Regions from separate parts of the Mus musculus genome. Here region 1 is linked to region 2. A link is a contact called in public Micro-C data. All regions are on one chromosome and are shown on one strand. The core of a region is the stretch at or near the end of the contact, and the rest is flanking DNA. Distances in the headings are between cores, read along the strand shown.

Evidence for each region. Hi-C and Micro-C count contacts between places; a contact is called where the count stands out from the background.
Region 1: a contact with region 2 is called in a Micro-C map of embryonic stem cells, with 2.7 times the contacts expected there. The contact joins the promoter of Ero1b here to the promoter of Ryr2 in region 2. A contact is called at or near these places in 1 of 39 promoter capture datasets (stem cell-derived epiblast-like cells) and 1 of 484 Hi-C or Micro-C datasets (embryonic stem cells).

Annotation. Positions count from the first base shown.
Region 1 is chr13:12,564,564-12,567,849 of GRCm38.p6, forward strand. It overlaps Ero1b (endoplasmic reticulum oxidoreductase 1 beta), which reads left to right and starts at 1,320. Exons shown (of 16, transcript NM_026184.2): 1 at 1,320-1,615. The coding sequence starts at 1,514.
Region 2 is chr13:12,104,677-12,108,357 of GRCm38.p6, forward strand. Ryr2 (ryanodine receptor 2, cardiac) reads right to left here and starts at 2,269. Exons shown (of 105, transcript NM_023868.2): 1 at 1,723-2,269. The coding sequence starts at 1,770.

The DNA of each region.
Region 1 (3,286 bases), core at 70-2,569, 460 kb after region 2:
AAAGTCTTCTCATTTCCCCTGGACTTTCATTTCTGGCTGACCCTACAGATCATGCAGTGGGTCTAGATGGAATCATGGATGCGAATGTTCTCATGTTACCAGAGAGGCCAGAGGAGATTTTGAAGATGTGATTAAGGATTTTGAGATCAGGAAATTGCCTGGGTTATCCGGGTGAGCACCATGCAATCGAAAGTCTTTATATGTAGGGACACAAGAGAGATAGGGTCAGAAAGCACAGACGACAAAAGCAGGCTATGCCACTGTGTCATGTGAGGTCCTGAATCTAGGAATTTGATTGGCCATAGAAGCTAGAAAAAGCAAGGAAACATTATTCTCTAGAATATTCCAAATGGATGCAGTTTGTTTTAGTTTTCTGGCTTCCAGAATGTAAGATAATACATTGGGGTTGTTTTCAATCACTACCCTTCTGGTCATTTGTTACATCAACAATGACAAATTGATACATACTACTGAATGTAAGTTTCCTATAACTCAGGAATATCGGTAAAGTTAGCGATTACCATTAATTGATCACTTATTTGCTAGGGACTACAGGAAGCTTATGTACATAACCTTACATAATCCCAGAACAATATTTGAGGTGTAATTAAGACCACAAAACCATCTAGAATGTGTTACATTTGGGATAGTCTATGTCCCTTTAAGCTTTTCTGTGCGTTTATCCCGATTCTTCGTTTTTCACTGTATAGACTGGGGTTTTCCTTCATCCTTTAAAATGTATTATAGATTTTCTGGTGTTGGTAGAGGAGTAGTGGAGACACCAAGCAATGATACTTCTGGGGCATGTGACATGAAGGAGGTGCTGAAGACTTCCTGACAAGATGCCAGGTGGTTTTAGGTAGCTGCAGAGGTGAGAAAAAAGGCAAAGAAAGCTCTTGGGAATAGCAAGTCAAAGATTCGGCCGGCCTGGCGAGAAAATCCTGGCCCCAGTAGGTCAAGCGGTGACAAAGAGCTATTGGCATAGTGCCTGAAGACCTGCGGGGATGGGGGTGGACAGTCTTGTTTCTCAGAGCGACGAAACAGAGGTTCCACCACCTCAGGCCAACCCCTAAAACAGCACCCACTCTCCCGCCTGCTCCTGGGTGTTTTGGAGGCCTCGTGGTCCCGCCTCATTGGCCGCCGCGGAGCCCCGCCTCAGGGAGGCAGAGCGACCTCCGAGCCTGTAGTTCTCCATTTTCAAGACCTTCCCACTGTGGGGGGGCCCCAAGGGGCTACAGGGACTACAACTCCCAGAAGGCTTTGCGCAGAGGGCGTGATCATAACTGAGGACGCCGGGGGCGGGGCCTCCTGGGATGAAGCGGGGGCGCGCAGCACTGGTACATCAGTCGCTGCTGCTGCGAACGGTAGAGTGTTCCTTGCCCGAGACCGGCGCTCAGACCCCGGGTCCTGGAGGCTCCCGGCTCCCAGGCACTGCCCCCTGCTGTCGTCGTCGCGGCGGGCCGTCGTTCCCCAGCCCCGATCGGCCGAGGCGACGGCAGCGGCCGAGGTCACCATGAGTCCGGGGTTCCGCCGGGCCGTTACTGGGCAGGGGGCGGCGGCCGCGGTGCAACTGCTTGTCACCCTGAGCTTCCTCTCAAGTCTGGTCAAGACTCAGGTAAGCCCGAGGACCAAAGGCAGGGGACGGGTCACGCCGGCGTCGCCGAGAGGCCGAGGTGCAGGTGCGAGTGGCCAGCCAGGGATTGAGAACCGCGCCGGCTAGTGCGGGAAACGTCTGTAAAGCGCGGCGGGCGCGGGGACACGACACGCGTGGTGATGGTTTACGGAAGAGGAAGATGGTGACGGCCAGTAAGCGCTAGCGGCTTTATCTTTGTGATGGTGACGGGGAGACACAAGTCTTGAGTGGTGAAGGTGTTGGGGACACAAACCTCTGACATCCTTCCCTCAGATGACAGGGAGGCAGACCCTCCATCCTCTTCCTGGGCTAGAGGGGGCATTACTTCATTTCCTTGAACTTGTGCTCTAGAGATAGCTATAGGCATTACCCGCTTTATAATTATCCACCTGTCCTACGTATGCAAAGTGGCATGCCAGGTGAGCCCAGTTATGACACTGGAGGGCCTAGGCCCCTACTGTGGGCTTCTTAAGTCTATAGTGAGGCTTGCTGGCTGGACAGTCCGGTAGACTTTGACGTTGCCTTGGTTAGGCAGGTATTACTGAAGTGTTCACTACATACTCGAAAGCCAAAGCACAGCCTCTTGCCTTGAAAAGAGATAGGTTAGCTCTGCCTCTTTTAGTGAGGAAGGTTTGAACAGGTTGCCAGATGCTGCTATATCTTGTCTGCACCTGCTGCAAAGTGCTAGCTCGAAGAGCCAAAACCGAAGAAAAACAAAAGTGTCTCAGATGGCCTGATAATGAGGGGCATGCAGTTTGAAGCAATTAACACTCATTGCTAAGAGAAAAAAAAATGATGGTAACTGTGAGAGTAACCGTGTAAACATGTTTTTCTGCCTTGTTCATGGTGTTATGGTGTCCAGCATGAAGTCCTAGAATACAAGAATATTCTGTTTGTGTCCATGTGTGAGTTCTCTTGAATGATTTGATAAAAATAAACAGCTAGGAACAGTGGCATACACCTGTAGCCTCAGCTCTCAGGGGTAAAAAACACAAACAGTAGGAAAAACAGTAGGATTGCCGCAGGTTGGACGCTGGCCTACATATTGAGATTCTGGGTTAGCCAGGACTACATAGCAAGACCCTCTCTCAAAAAACTAAACAATGAACCAGTCAGAGAAAAGAAGGAAGAAAGGGAAAGGAAAAGAAACCTTTTGTTAAACGTGGAGCTTGCTGAGTCCATCTGGAACTGAGCAAGGAATCAGAATTTTAAACAAGCCTTGTAAGTGTCTGTGATGCAATTGTTCTTTCCACTATACTTTAGTCAGGCTTGGCAAACACTATGATAGGATTCTGGGTGTATCTATCAGATTTAGAAAAAATAAATTTCCTAGGCTGTCAATAGCAAAGTTACTTTGTAGTTACTAGTTTGAGTGTTTGACTTGAGTGGAGCTTACATTTAGAACTTTTAAATAAAGTCTGATTTCTTGTTTTCTTGCTTGATATATGTCATTAATTAATTGTATACTTTTAAAATCACTAGTCTAGAAGCTTCACTTAAGGTTTCTCTAGCTACCAATAATCACATGTAATTAGTGGTTTATAATGTACCTGTAATTCTATTTGTTGATATATATTTGTAATATATATATCAACAATAAAATATTTGTGCATTTCAAAGTAACACCGTGCCTGTCTACAAAAGTATATTTTG
Region 2 (3,681 bases), core at 1,019-3,518:
AACCCTGTAGAGTGTGGTACAAACTGAATTTTAAAGCCACACAGCAGCTAAAACTGTAATCTGCCTGAAAAACGCATTCCGTGGCTTTTGAGGCTACAGCTTGACTTGTTGAAAACAAAACAGAACTTTTAGACAATTGTCCACTAAGAAACGTAATAAACAATATGGCTAGAAGGCTTCGGATACCTTCATAAGCTATGTCTTAGTGAGGATGCTGTCTATGTATGGGGACAGCCTTGCTCAGCTCAGACCTGTGGTCCACACTGATCTGCACTCACAGGCCTCTCTGCAATGCAAACGACCCACCTCCCAAATACTAGGAAAAAGTAAAGTGTGCAGGGGAATGGCTCCTAATAACACCATTCAGGTTTTATGCAAATAACCTAAAAGTTATCCTCTAGTTAGTATTTCAAATTTTCCCCATCTGTGTGGTGTTTTCTGTGAATCTGGAAGGGACTGTACCTGGAAGTGGAACGTGAAGGCTGCCAGGAAGAAATCCCAGCAGAAAATGCCGTCTTGGGTGGAAAGGAATCCTGTCAGGGGGATAGTCTTGGGAAAAGAGGAGAGGTAAGGAAGGAAAGACTGAGACGATGCAGAAAAGGCTAAGCAGACTGATGTGATAGGGGCTTCTTGCACTTCTTTGGCGCTTGAGCAGGCTCAAAGGTTTGGAGGTGAGCAAGCGGCTAGGAAGTATCTGCAGTGTAGAACAATCAGGAAGGAAGGCAGCAGCGCCAAGTGGCACTTGGAATCTTATTAGAGTGAGGCCGATCTTTCCCTGCCTACCACACTATGTGGAAATCCCGAGCAGCCACCCTCCCCTTGTACACACACACACACACACACACACACACACACACACACACACACAGAAACACACAGACAAACATCACTTGCTTGCAGGCACTCACTTGGCTGCACTCGGTATTCAACAAGCCAGCGTTTAAAGAACGACACATGTTCATGATGCTCAGCCTCTGTAAATTCTTTCATGCGGTCCGTGCACACACACACACAACACACAGGAACGCACACTCACACACACACACACATGCACACACACACACACACACACACACACACACACACACACACACACACGGTTCCAATGCGCTCTGCAAGCTGTCGTCACGAAAACCAGCATGGCACCATGCCGGGAACCGTGGGGACCACCGGAGCAAGCCTCCATGGCATTGGTATCTGCTCGACTTGGGGGCACCCTGGGGGCAGCCTTCTCAGCCCTGGCCAGTCACTATATGATCGACACCGCCAAGTACTCGGATTGCGATGTCTTCACTCCGTGACGGCGCGCAGACTCAGCCCTGAAGCCCCAGGGACGGCGAAAGCCAGAGCCGCCACGCTAAGCGCGCCCCACGGAACACGCAGCCCTGCACCCTAGCCTGAGTCGGTCGAAGAGGTCCCTGGCCAATTCAGCTCCCGCAGCTGGGTAGCGCCCGCCCGGGTGCCTCCCGCTGGCTCGCCACGCTGTCACCGCACTGAGTCCTCTTGGTTTTCCACATGCGCGCACAGACACGCGTCCTGCCCTTCCCCGGGCAGACCCGCACACCTGCACACATGTGGTGATGCAGACCCCTCCAGCATCCCTGGGGCGCCTCTGGCGGACCAGAGGCGGCCCCGCAGCCGGTTGTCACTCTACGGGGACCCTGCGGGGGGCTCCCAGGCACCCCTTCCCCTGGGAGATGCGCGCCGCGACGTGGCACTTACAGTTCTCAGGAACTGGATCTCATCCTCGCCTTCGCCCGCATCAGCCATGGCTCCGCGCTCCTGGCCCGGCCGGCTCCGGAGCCCGGCGGAGCCCCACGACCGCGGCCACTTATGCTGCTGCTGCTACTGCTGAAGCTGCTGCTGCGGCTTCTCTGGACGCTCTAGTCACTGCTAACCAGGATGTTCTAGGGGCTCCAACGGCTGCTACTCGGGTCGCTGCCCCTGCGGCGGCCACAGCCAGGAGCCCGAGGCACCCGGGGGGCCGCGCTGCTGGTGCCGAGAGCCCAGCGGTCGGTCCCCCTGCAGCGCGGCGGAGGCGGGCACGCGGGGGCGGCCGAGGCGCGGGGCCTCCCTGCGCCGCACGGTGCGGGAGGAGGGCAGCCCGGCGTGAGGACGCAGGGAGGAGGCCCCACTGCCCGGCGCGCTCGGCCCCGGCTCCCGCCAGCGAGTGCCCGGAGCCCGCGGAGCCGGGCTAGTGCAGCGGCGGGGGCGGGCTGGGGGCGGGCGGGGAGGAGCTGCCAGCCCCGGCTGCTGCAGGTAATCCGCAGCCCGCTCCTCCGGCCGCCAGCGCCGGGGCACAGTGCCGCTTACTGGCTGCTTGGGGAATCAACTGGCGCGTGCCAGAGCGCTCAGCCATCCCCTGCACCTGTGCCCTTCCTGACCTCAAGTCCAAGGAGCTCAGCTTCCCGCTGAGCCCTGCTACAGTACTTGCCACCCATTTCTAAGGCCTTTTGGATTGCACGGGGAACTCTCCTTCTCCCCCGGTGCACAGAATGGGGAGCCTCTACGTGTGATCGATATTTACACTTCGACTCCCTCCATACGAGATAGAGGTGGTTTTCTTAGTTATTGAGTCAGCATGCACCAGACTCATCACAGATTAAGTTCTCACCACAAGGGGCCTGGTGTGGATGGTCGAGGAGTTTTAACAAATTATTCAGCAACAGGGGTGAGAGAGAAGGCTGAAGAAGAGCACTCACTGATCTTGTAGAGGATGCGCCTCGGTTCCTAGCACCCACGCGAGACAGCTCACAACCACCTGTCACTCTGGTTCCAGGAGACCCAGTGCCCTCTGGCCTCCATGGGCACCTGAAGGTACTTCGTGCACATACATTTATTAGGCACATATGCATAGATAAAATAAGTATATATTAAAAAGTACTCAACGACAGCACAACAATCCCAGCATTCAACGACAAAGTAGGCATCTTGCCATGCATTGTGATACAAGACACACAAATTCATAATGCACCTGCGCAAGAAATTACAATAAAGTATGGTGTGCTAAGGACCAGTCCGATCACTGAATGCGCTAAACTCACACCGTGGTATCCGCGATCTGCCGTGAGAGAGCAAAGTTAAACATTCCTCCACAAATGCCGGATCCAAATCTCACAATGCTCCATGTAATCATAAGCCATCAAATCTCCATTTTAAAAACAGCTGCTGTAAGCCAGCTAGCCGGCTCAGCTGGTGAAGGCACTTGCCACCAATCCTGACTAGATGAGTTCAATTCCAGGGACCCACATGGTGGGAAGAAAGAACTCCAAGTTCTCCTCAGCCTCCACACACAGCCGTCATACACATAAATAAATAAATGTTTTTAAAAGTAGTATGTAACTATGACTAAGAAATAAAATGTCGGAAGCAACTGGGACAAGAAATCCAACACATGTTTTCTCAGTTCTAAGTGTTTTCATTTATATCACTGAAAAAAAATTATAGAGAAAGCAACGTTCCCACATGCCCAACCTACTCATAGTCAGGAGTTATACAATAAATAATTTTGCGTTAACTTATCTCTGCTACACATGTTACAGCATCTGGTACATCATTAAAACTGCCCAGAAATTTTCAGGTGGGTTACATTTTGTTTCCACCTTTCCTATTTTCGTCCTTACAAAGTTAAAGTTTTTGTCTATTTCCAAGAAAAATAAATATCTGTCCTTAAATATTCTC